2 separate regions of the Mus musculus genome follow, and region 1 is linked to region 2. A link is a contact called in public HiChIP or PLAC-seq data. All regions are on one chromosome and are shown on one strand. Each heading gives the region's core, a stretch centred on a gene start, on an enhancer-like site or on the middle of the called end of the contact. The rest is flanking DNA. Distances are from core to core; before and after follow the strand shown.

The links. HiChIP or PLAC-seq counts read pairs in DNA pulled down with a chosen protein or histone mark.
Region 1: an H3K27ac HiChIP or PLAC-seq map of epiblast stem cells shows a contact between it and region 2. The contact joins the enhancer-like site here to the promoter of Eml4 in region 2. A contact is called at or near these places in 3 of 39 promoter capture datasets (the 3T3-L1 cell line, hippocampal neurons and liver), 1 of 15 datasets of contacts at CTCF or cohesin (pro-B cells), 6 of 484 Hi-C or Micro-C datasets (B cells, CD8 T cells, bone marrow-derived macrophages and 3 more), 8 of 115 datasets of contacts at active chromatin or transcription factors (the SCID.adh cell line, Th17 cells, bone marrow-derived macrophages and 5 more) and 3 of 9 other capture datasets (adipose tissue, liver and pancreatic islet).

What each region holds. Positions count from the first base shown.
Region 1 is chr17:83,452,163-83,455,834 of GRCm38.p6, forward strand. It overlaps Eml4 (echinoderm microtubule associated protein like 4), which reads left to right. Exons shown (of 23, transcript NM_001379374.1): 14 at 2,239-2,390. Among named protein-coding and RNA genes, the nearest start is that of Gm46594, 19 kb to the right of the region's middle. Within about 2 kb of position 1,624, at least 26 of the 459 cell types and tissues checked have an H3K27ac peak or open chromatin away from gene starts, as enhancers often do. A contact at or near this core is called in effector CD8 T cells, epiblast stem cells, extraembryonic endoderm stem cells and 1 more, where this site is marked.
Region 2 is chr17:83,349,228-83,353,148 of GRCm38.p6, forward strand. It overlaps Eml4 (echinoderm microtubule associated protein like 4), which reads left to right and starts at 1,714. Exons shown (of 23, transcript NM_001379374.1): 1 at 1,714-2,012. The coding sequence starts at 1,988.

The DNA.
Region 1 (3,672 bases), core at 374-2,873, 100 kb after region 2:
CTGGTGGACCTAACTGACTGACCTGGAACGCATAGAGATCCACAGTCTATGCCGCCTGCGTGCAGGGAGTAAAAGTGTGTGCCACCATGCCTAGCTGTTTTTGCAATTTCTTTCCTTTTGGAGGTGGGGGTTAATTGGGGGTATGGCATGTTTCAAAACAAGATTTTTCTGTGTAGCCCTGGCTGTCTTGAAACTAGCTCTGTAGACCAGGCTGGTCTTGAACTCAGAGATCTGCCTGCCTCTGCCTCCCAAGTGCTGGGACTTAAAGCACGCACCACCACGTCTGACTAGTTTTGTAATTTCAAAACTACTTACTACTTGGACCACGTACAAGAAGGGAGAGCTTCGATATGCCTGCTCACTGTTTACACTCTTTTCCTTCCTCTGTCCTTGACTTAAGGGACTCGGCAGTGCTCAGAAAATTCACATTTTTTTAGATGTCCTTTCTCTCCTGGGCACCTGGGTGCAGTCAGCAAAGATGGATAAATTGTGTAGACAGACATCCACTGATCATACTGTGTTGCTCAAGAGGTGGGTTGTGTTTAGCTGGAGGCAGTAGATGGGAGCAGTAGGTCCATTGCGCCTTTCTACCAGGGACGCACCGCAGCTCTCACGGTCAGCTACGGCTGAAGACATTTTAGTGATGCCAAACCCTTGTTAATTTCAGCTAATTTTGCAAACTTAATGACAGCTCTAATAGAAAAGTAAGTTAATCTCAGTAAGAGCCTTGTTGATACATCGTTCACATGACATAAAGTGTGCTCCTTTTAAGAGTGCAGTCAGTAATGCTTGCTATATCCACTTATGCTCTTTGTCGGGGTCTACTAGGAAGGAGCCGTGCACCAATTAGCTTTCCCCATCTCTCAAAATAAAGTAAAATGTGTGGCTTTAGATAACTAGTTTTTTATTTGGCTTTTTGTTTTCTAACATTTTTCGCTATATAGGCCAGGCTGGTCTAGAACTTACTGTGTAGCCCAAACTGCCTCCTAGGATTATAGGTGTGCTCTACCATGACTGACGATAACTGGCAGTTTAACTTGGCAAGTTCCTAAGGTCCATCCTTCGAGACTTGTTGTCCCTTACCTCCCCTTGACCTAGTGTTCAGTCATCTAGGCACAGCCCTGTTCTACTTACTTACCCAGTCATCAGTTGCTATGCAATTTTTAAAAATGAGTGGTTTTTAAATCTTTTTTTTTTCTTCCCGTTTTTCCACAAGAGCTAAGGCTATTTTGTTGACTTTTGCCATGTTTAAACAAGGCTCTGGCTTCCATTGTGAACCTGGTAACGAATTCTGTAAGGCATTATCTCCCACAGGCTGGCTGTCCTCATGTCTCATTAGCCTCCCTTGACTGCTACAGCCCTGCCCTGAGTAAGCGACACGGACTTGGTTTGGATGAAGTCATTTCTTTTGTTTCTCAGCAGATTAGAAAGGAGAATTCAATGTTTATTAGTGATTGCCATGCCCTGAGCTTACAGAGGCTTTTGCAAAGCTCCAGGGACACTGAGGTGGGAGGCTGGGATCCTGGCTACAGCTTTACCGATACCTGGGATCCTTGCTTTGCAAACTCGTCACACTCACACTACTCTAAAACTGCACAAAGCTATCACGGGAGATGACGCTGACGTTGGTGCTGAGCTGCACTTTATATCCCCTGTGGTCTGAACAGGAAGCACTGTTGCAGCAGCTTACAGGGTTGTTTTTTGTTTTGTTTTTTTAAGGATGTATCTTGTTTATTAGTGTTCTTGCCTAGCTAGCATGCACAAGGCCTTGCTTTGATCCCCAACACTACATAAACTGAACATTTGGAAGGTAGAGACAAGATATTTAAGGCCATCCTCAACTACATTACAAGTTCAAGGCTAGCCTGGGATAACAAGAAGACCCACTTAAAAACAACTTTAATGCCTCCCCAACTCCACCAAACACAGAGAGGGAGAGAGACATACAGAGAGACAGAGACAGAGATTGAGAGAGAAAGGCTGTTGCTTACAGGGTTTTTAAAGAAAATATTTGTAGAGTGCATGATCCTGCTGTAACTGTAAAGGACTACATTCAGTCTGAAGTCTCTGTGCCTGCCATGTTTCTGTAGCTTACTGGGACCAGGTTCTTGCTTAGGGAAATGTGAACTGTCTGCGAATTCACCCTGTAGCTCTGCTAAAGCTGGTTTCCAGAGAGATACTAAAGTCTAATAAAACGTGTTTATTTCTCGTGTTTTCATTTTTTTCTTACCATATTAGGTGTGTATCAGATCAACAGACAAATCAAAGCTCATGATGGCAGTGTGTTTACACTTTGTCAGATGAGAAATGGGATGCTATTAACTGGAGGCGGAAAAGACAGAAAAATAATTTTGTGGGATCATGATCTGAACCTTGAAAGAGAAATAGAGGTAAGGCTGGGAATGGAATCTTAAAGCAAAACTCTACTCACAGCCGGGCGTGGCAGCACACGCCTGTAATCCCAGCACTGAGGAAGCAGAGGCAGGCGGATTTCTGAGTTCGAGGCCTGCCTGGTCTACAGAGTGAGTTCCAGGACAGCCAGGGCAACACAGAGAAACCCTGTCTCAAAAACAAACACAAACAAACAAACACTCTACTCATGCATTTTGTCCCATTTTGAGATAGCTTTTCTGGTTCCTTCTGTTCATTCCCTCCCCATAGGAAAGCATTTGTTACAACACAGAGGACTCTGCTCTAAACAGAATAATGTGGAGTTTGAGGGCTTTATTATGCAGTGCAAGAAATTAAACTCAGGGTCTGTCACAGGCTAGGCAGATCCAGATAAGCAGAGACATTTTAAAACCAACCCTTCCTGAGGAAGAAACGTGCCATCTCTCATTCTGTGGATCAGTTATCAGTGTGAAGGACACTGGGCGTATGTCACATAGTGTGTGAATGAAATGGTCTCACAAGGAGACCTGAGAATGGCCATTGTAATACTTTACAATCCAGTCATCCCTTCATTTCTGTAAGGGAGTAGTCTCTAGTATCTGCATAGATGCTAGAATCTGTAGGTACTGAAGTCCCTTACCCACTGTAGTCAAGTATTTCTATGGACTTAAACTTTAAATTGTCTTTGTATTGCTTACCATACCTGATACAGTGTGACTGCTATGGAAGTATTTTACTGAACTGTATAAGAACTAATCAATGGTGGGCAGGGGTAGGGTGGATACACACTCAGTACATACATACATACTCAGTACACACATACATACTCAGTACACACATACATACTCAGTACACACATACATACTCAGTACATACAGAAGGTTTTTCACCTCAGTATTTTCAGTCCATGGATGATTTAGCACTTGAATACAGAGTCTACAGATTAAAGGGCCAGCTGTGTTTTGATTTGCTGTAATTTTTATCTTTCGGTCCCTGAATAGGGAATAAATGTATTATCCCCATGTCATAGATAAATGAATGGTCTTAAGCTAAGTAACTTGCCCAGAAGAACATGAAACAAATCCCAGACCATATTCTTTATGAGCTCGGATAGAACTTCCTTCCTCCCCCACATTTCTATAACCCTCAGTATCATACAGAATATAAATGTAAATTTTACTGAAGTGGGCTGCAAGTTAGATCACTGACAAGCTTGAATAGCATGTGGGAGACCCTGTTCTACAAAGATAATTATGATAAATGTGGCAAAGAATGTTAATA
Region 2 (3,921 bases), core at 464-2,963:
CATTTGTTGTGCTTGTGCATGCGTGTGCCAGAGGTCAGCCTCAGGTACAGTTCCTCATGAGCTGTTTATGAGATAGGACCTCTCTGTGGAGGCTGGCTGGCCAGGATGCCCTGGCGTTCAGTTTGTCTCTGCCTTCCCAGATCTGGGATTGTAAGTGTACATCAGTACACTTTCCCTGCTTCTGTGGGAAGCACATTACTGACTGTCATCTCTCAGCCTTGCTGTGTCCTGTTTACAACACTGACCTCCTAGGTTTGCTGTGATGTTTCCTTAAGTTTTTAAGTTAGATTTTGTTTGTTGGCTGTTTCCAGAGCTGGGGATCAAACCCAGTGCCTCCTATTTACTAAGCACAATTGGTCACCGAGGTACACTCCCAGGCCCTTAGGAAAGAAGTTTAAAAAGGCATCAAAGGGGAGAGGTATCCTTCAAGGATGTTTAACAATCCTTTCAACCATTTAATTCTGTCAATTCTTTTCATGGCAGTTGTTGTTCCCCATTTCTTCTCTCCTTACTTCAATTTGTTCCTTGTAACCTACAACTCTATTAACAGACATTCTTATTTTTTTCCTAACCCAGCTACTTTAAAAGGTATATCTAATTTAGTCTCTGAGACACCTTACAGTTTTTTGTTACTCTAATCTGCACATCGACCTAGAAGGGACCTAAACTATTCAAATGTCTTTGTAAGGAAAGAGGATAAAATCAGAGGGTTGAGAGCTGGAGAGATATAGCTCAGCGGTTAAGAGCCCTGACTGCTCTTCCAGAGGTCCTGAGTTCAATTCCCCGCAACCACATGGTGACTCACAACCATCTGTAACCGGGTGACAGTGTACCCATATAAATTTAAAAAAAATCTTTAAAAAATAAAATAATAATAATAAAAGATTAGAGGGTTGAAGAAGATGGGATGAGTTTTGGTTGTGCTTGTGCATGCGTGTGCCAGAGGTCAGCCTCAGGTACAGTCTAGCACTTGAATTTGCAAATAAATTAAAGCAAGGCCTAAATTTAGTTAGGTGACTTCATAGATTTGAGCCTAGAACTAAGGTTTATTTAAAAACTAATAGTCTGTGCTATAGTTTCCTGATAGGCTATCCGGTGGCTTTGTGCCCTGATGGGAAGAACAAAAGGAGAGTAAGCCAAGCCAGTCTTTTACGTGCACTTTCCTCATAAGACTTGGGTAAGACGAACTCTTTTCATCCAGCATTAACATTGTTTGCTTGTGCTCTGTCCTAGAACCTGCGGTTGTGGCAGACATGGCCTCAGGCTGGTCAAAAAGTCTTGTCTCTACCTAGAATTCTCACTGACTAGAGGAGAGGGGAACCCCAAGAAGGGGAATCTTTCCTCTCACTCGTTAGCCTCCTCGTTACCTCCCTTCAAAAGAACTCTAGAACTGTGCTCCGCGGGCTTCCCAGAGGGAAAGAATCCCACAGTGCAGGTCAGCTTTCTAGCAGCAGGACACCCACGAGCCCCGTCCACTCAGACCCAGTTTCGGGCTGGAGAATCCTGGTGGCGAAACCGGGCCAGGAACACAAGAGCAGCCAATAGCCTCCTAACTCTCAAGAGTTCTCTGCGGCTGCGGAGGCAGGGCAGAGAGGGAGGGGCGTGTCGCGGGAAGCCCCGCCCCGTTCCGTCACGTGGGGCGGGATCGGAAGCGTGACGGCGTGCGCGGGGGCGGAGCCGTGGCTGCGCGCGGGCGCGGGGGCGGGGCGCGGCGCGGCGCGGCGCGGCGCTCACGGCTGCGGCTTAGGAGAGAGAGAGAGAGAGGGAGAGAGGCCGGGCAGGCGGCGGGCGGCGCGGCTCTCAACCTGATTGACCGACTGACCCTCGGGGCTGACGGGCTGACCGGCGGACGGCGGCGGCGGGAGTCGGAAGCCGCGCCGGGCGACGCTGAGAACCGGCGGGTCAGGTCCCGCGGCCGCCGCACGGTCGGGGCGCTGAATGAAGCGCCCGCCCCGCTGAGCCCCGAGCCCGGCGCGGTCCCCGCAAGATGGACGGTTTCGCCGGCAGCCTCGGTGAGTCCGGCCGCGGGCTCGCGCCCCTCGTACGTAACCCGGGACCCCGGCTTCCTGCGCGCGCGCGCGCCGCGGGCCCTGCTCCCCGGGCTGCCCCTGCGGGTGGCCGCCGCTCCCGGCACATGGTCCCCGCGAGGCTGCAGCCCCGCCGCCGCCTCCGGGACGGGCGGCCCCTCCCCCCATGCAGCCCTCGCCTCCAGACCCTCCCTTCTTCCCAGAGCCCCCTTCAGTGCGGGGGCCCTCCTTCCCCTCAACGACCCTCCAGCCGCTGCTACGTCCCTCCCGGTACACTTAGCACCTTCTTCTGACCCCCCCACCCCGTTAAAGTCAGGGCACCCCTTCATCAAATACAGACTCTCCCTCAGAGTACATCTCTCCACTTAAACGGAATGATAGGCAAGATTGGGGCAGCCTTTCCGGAGGGAGTAGGAATCCCCAGTCCCACTTCTGGATTGGAGTCACCCCTTTCAGTCTTTATATTTGAAGATTTATTAAGTAGCCCTCAGTAACTGACAGCTTCCCTCCACTTCCCTGAACGTTTTGCAGTGGTGGAGAGCATTATCATCTACTCAATACAGGGAAGGAAGAGGCGCATCTGTGTTGGGGGACCCTCTTTAAGAGTGAAAGCAGAAGTATGCTCTCCATGCGTGCTGGAGAGAAGTAATCCTGCCCAATGAACCCATAAGAGGGGGCCTCAATCGGAAAAGAAAGGATTCTCCATTTTTGGAATATGCTGTCTTTGTGGAATGGAGAGAAAGGGATAGGGTATCCTGTTGGCTGAAGTGTTTTCTCAGTGTTCCATTTAACCAGAGTACAGGTGCTAAATGTTGTGACTGACTTGAGGAACAGAACTCCAGGGTAACCAGTACCTGTGTCTGGAATGGCTATTCTTTGAGGCCACTGGAATCCAGTTACTGTAGAGATTTCAGTGTTACGGTGAGAGAAACGATTCTGTTTTTGCTGATACTGCGGTTATGTGATACCAGCGACTGGGTTTGATTTGTATATTTGACTAGTTTATGTGGTAGTAGCGTGTATAGTCGGATGCTTTTCTTTTTCCATTTCGTGATAATAAATCTCTAGTTAGTTAATGTTCACTGATCAGCAAACCATCTGGCACTAAGCCATATTTTAATCTGCCCACACAAGATTGGGATTAGATGGATTTTTTTTTTAAAGTAAAGTTAAAAAGTAAACAGAAGAGCATCAGGCTCTTACAGTTGTTAAATAGTAAAGGCACAATTTTGGTCTTGACTTTCTTGAGGGGAAAAAAAAATCATTGTTGTTATACAGCTTTGAGAATGGAAATCCTAAAATAGGAGCAATGCATTGTGGTTCTTTTCTCTCCAAAGACACCTGTTGTCCATTATCTAACCTTTGATGTTTTGTAATTCCTTACATAGTGAAGTTACTTCCTTCTCGGCCTCCTTTTAGCCAGGCATTAACTCTTAATTTGTTCTTTTTTGGTTTTGTGACTGGGTTCATTTCCCCAGTTCATACTGGCTAGTAGACTGGCCTGCGTGTCTGCTAACATGCAGATTGGGTATCTTTGGGGGGCTGTGATAATCTCTGTATGTAATGTGATCTTTACTCTTGTGCTTGTGCTGAGGAATTCTGGAGGGCTTTAAAAGTGCCTTTTTCACCAATTGAAACACTTAAGTTAATTTTGAAAGTGTATATGCCTTGTTAAACAAGTTTATGCGTAACTAATCCAGTAGAGACAACAGAAAGAGTTGCAATCAGGAAAACAAATCCCATTTTTATGTTGTGTTAAAGAGACATAATGACGTTAAACATTCATTTCACACCATCTTTTGTGATCGGAACATTGAATTGCCATCTTTTGAGTGGTAAAGGAAGGGGATGGTTTTTGTCTCCTTTCTGGAGTTGCCTTCGCTGAAGAGACTTT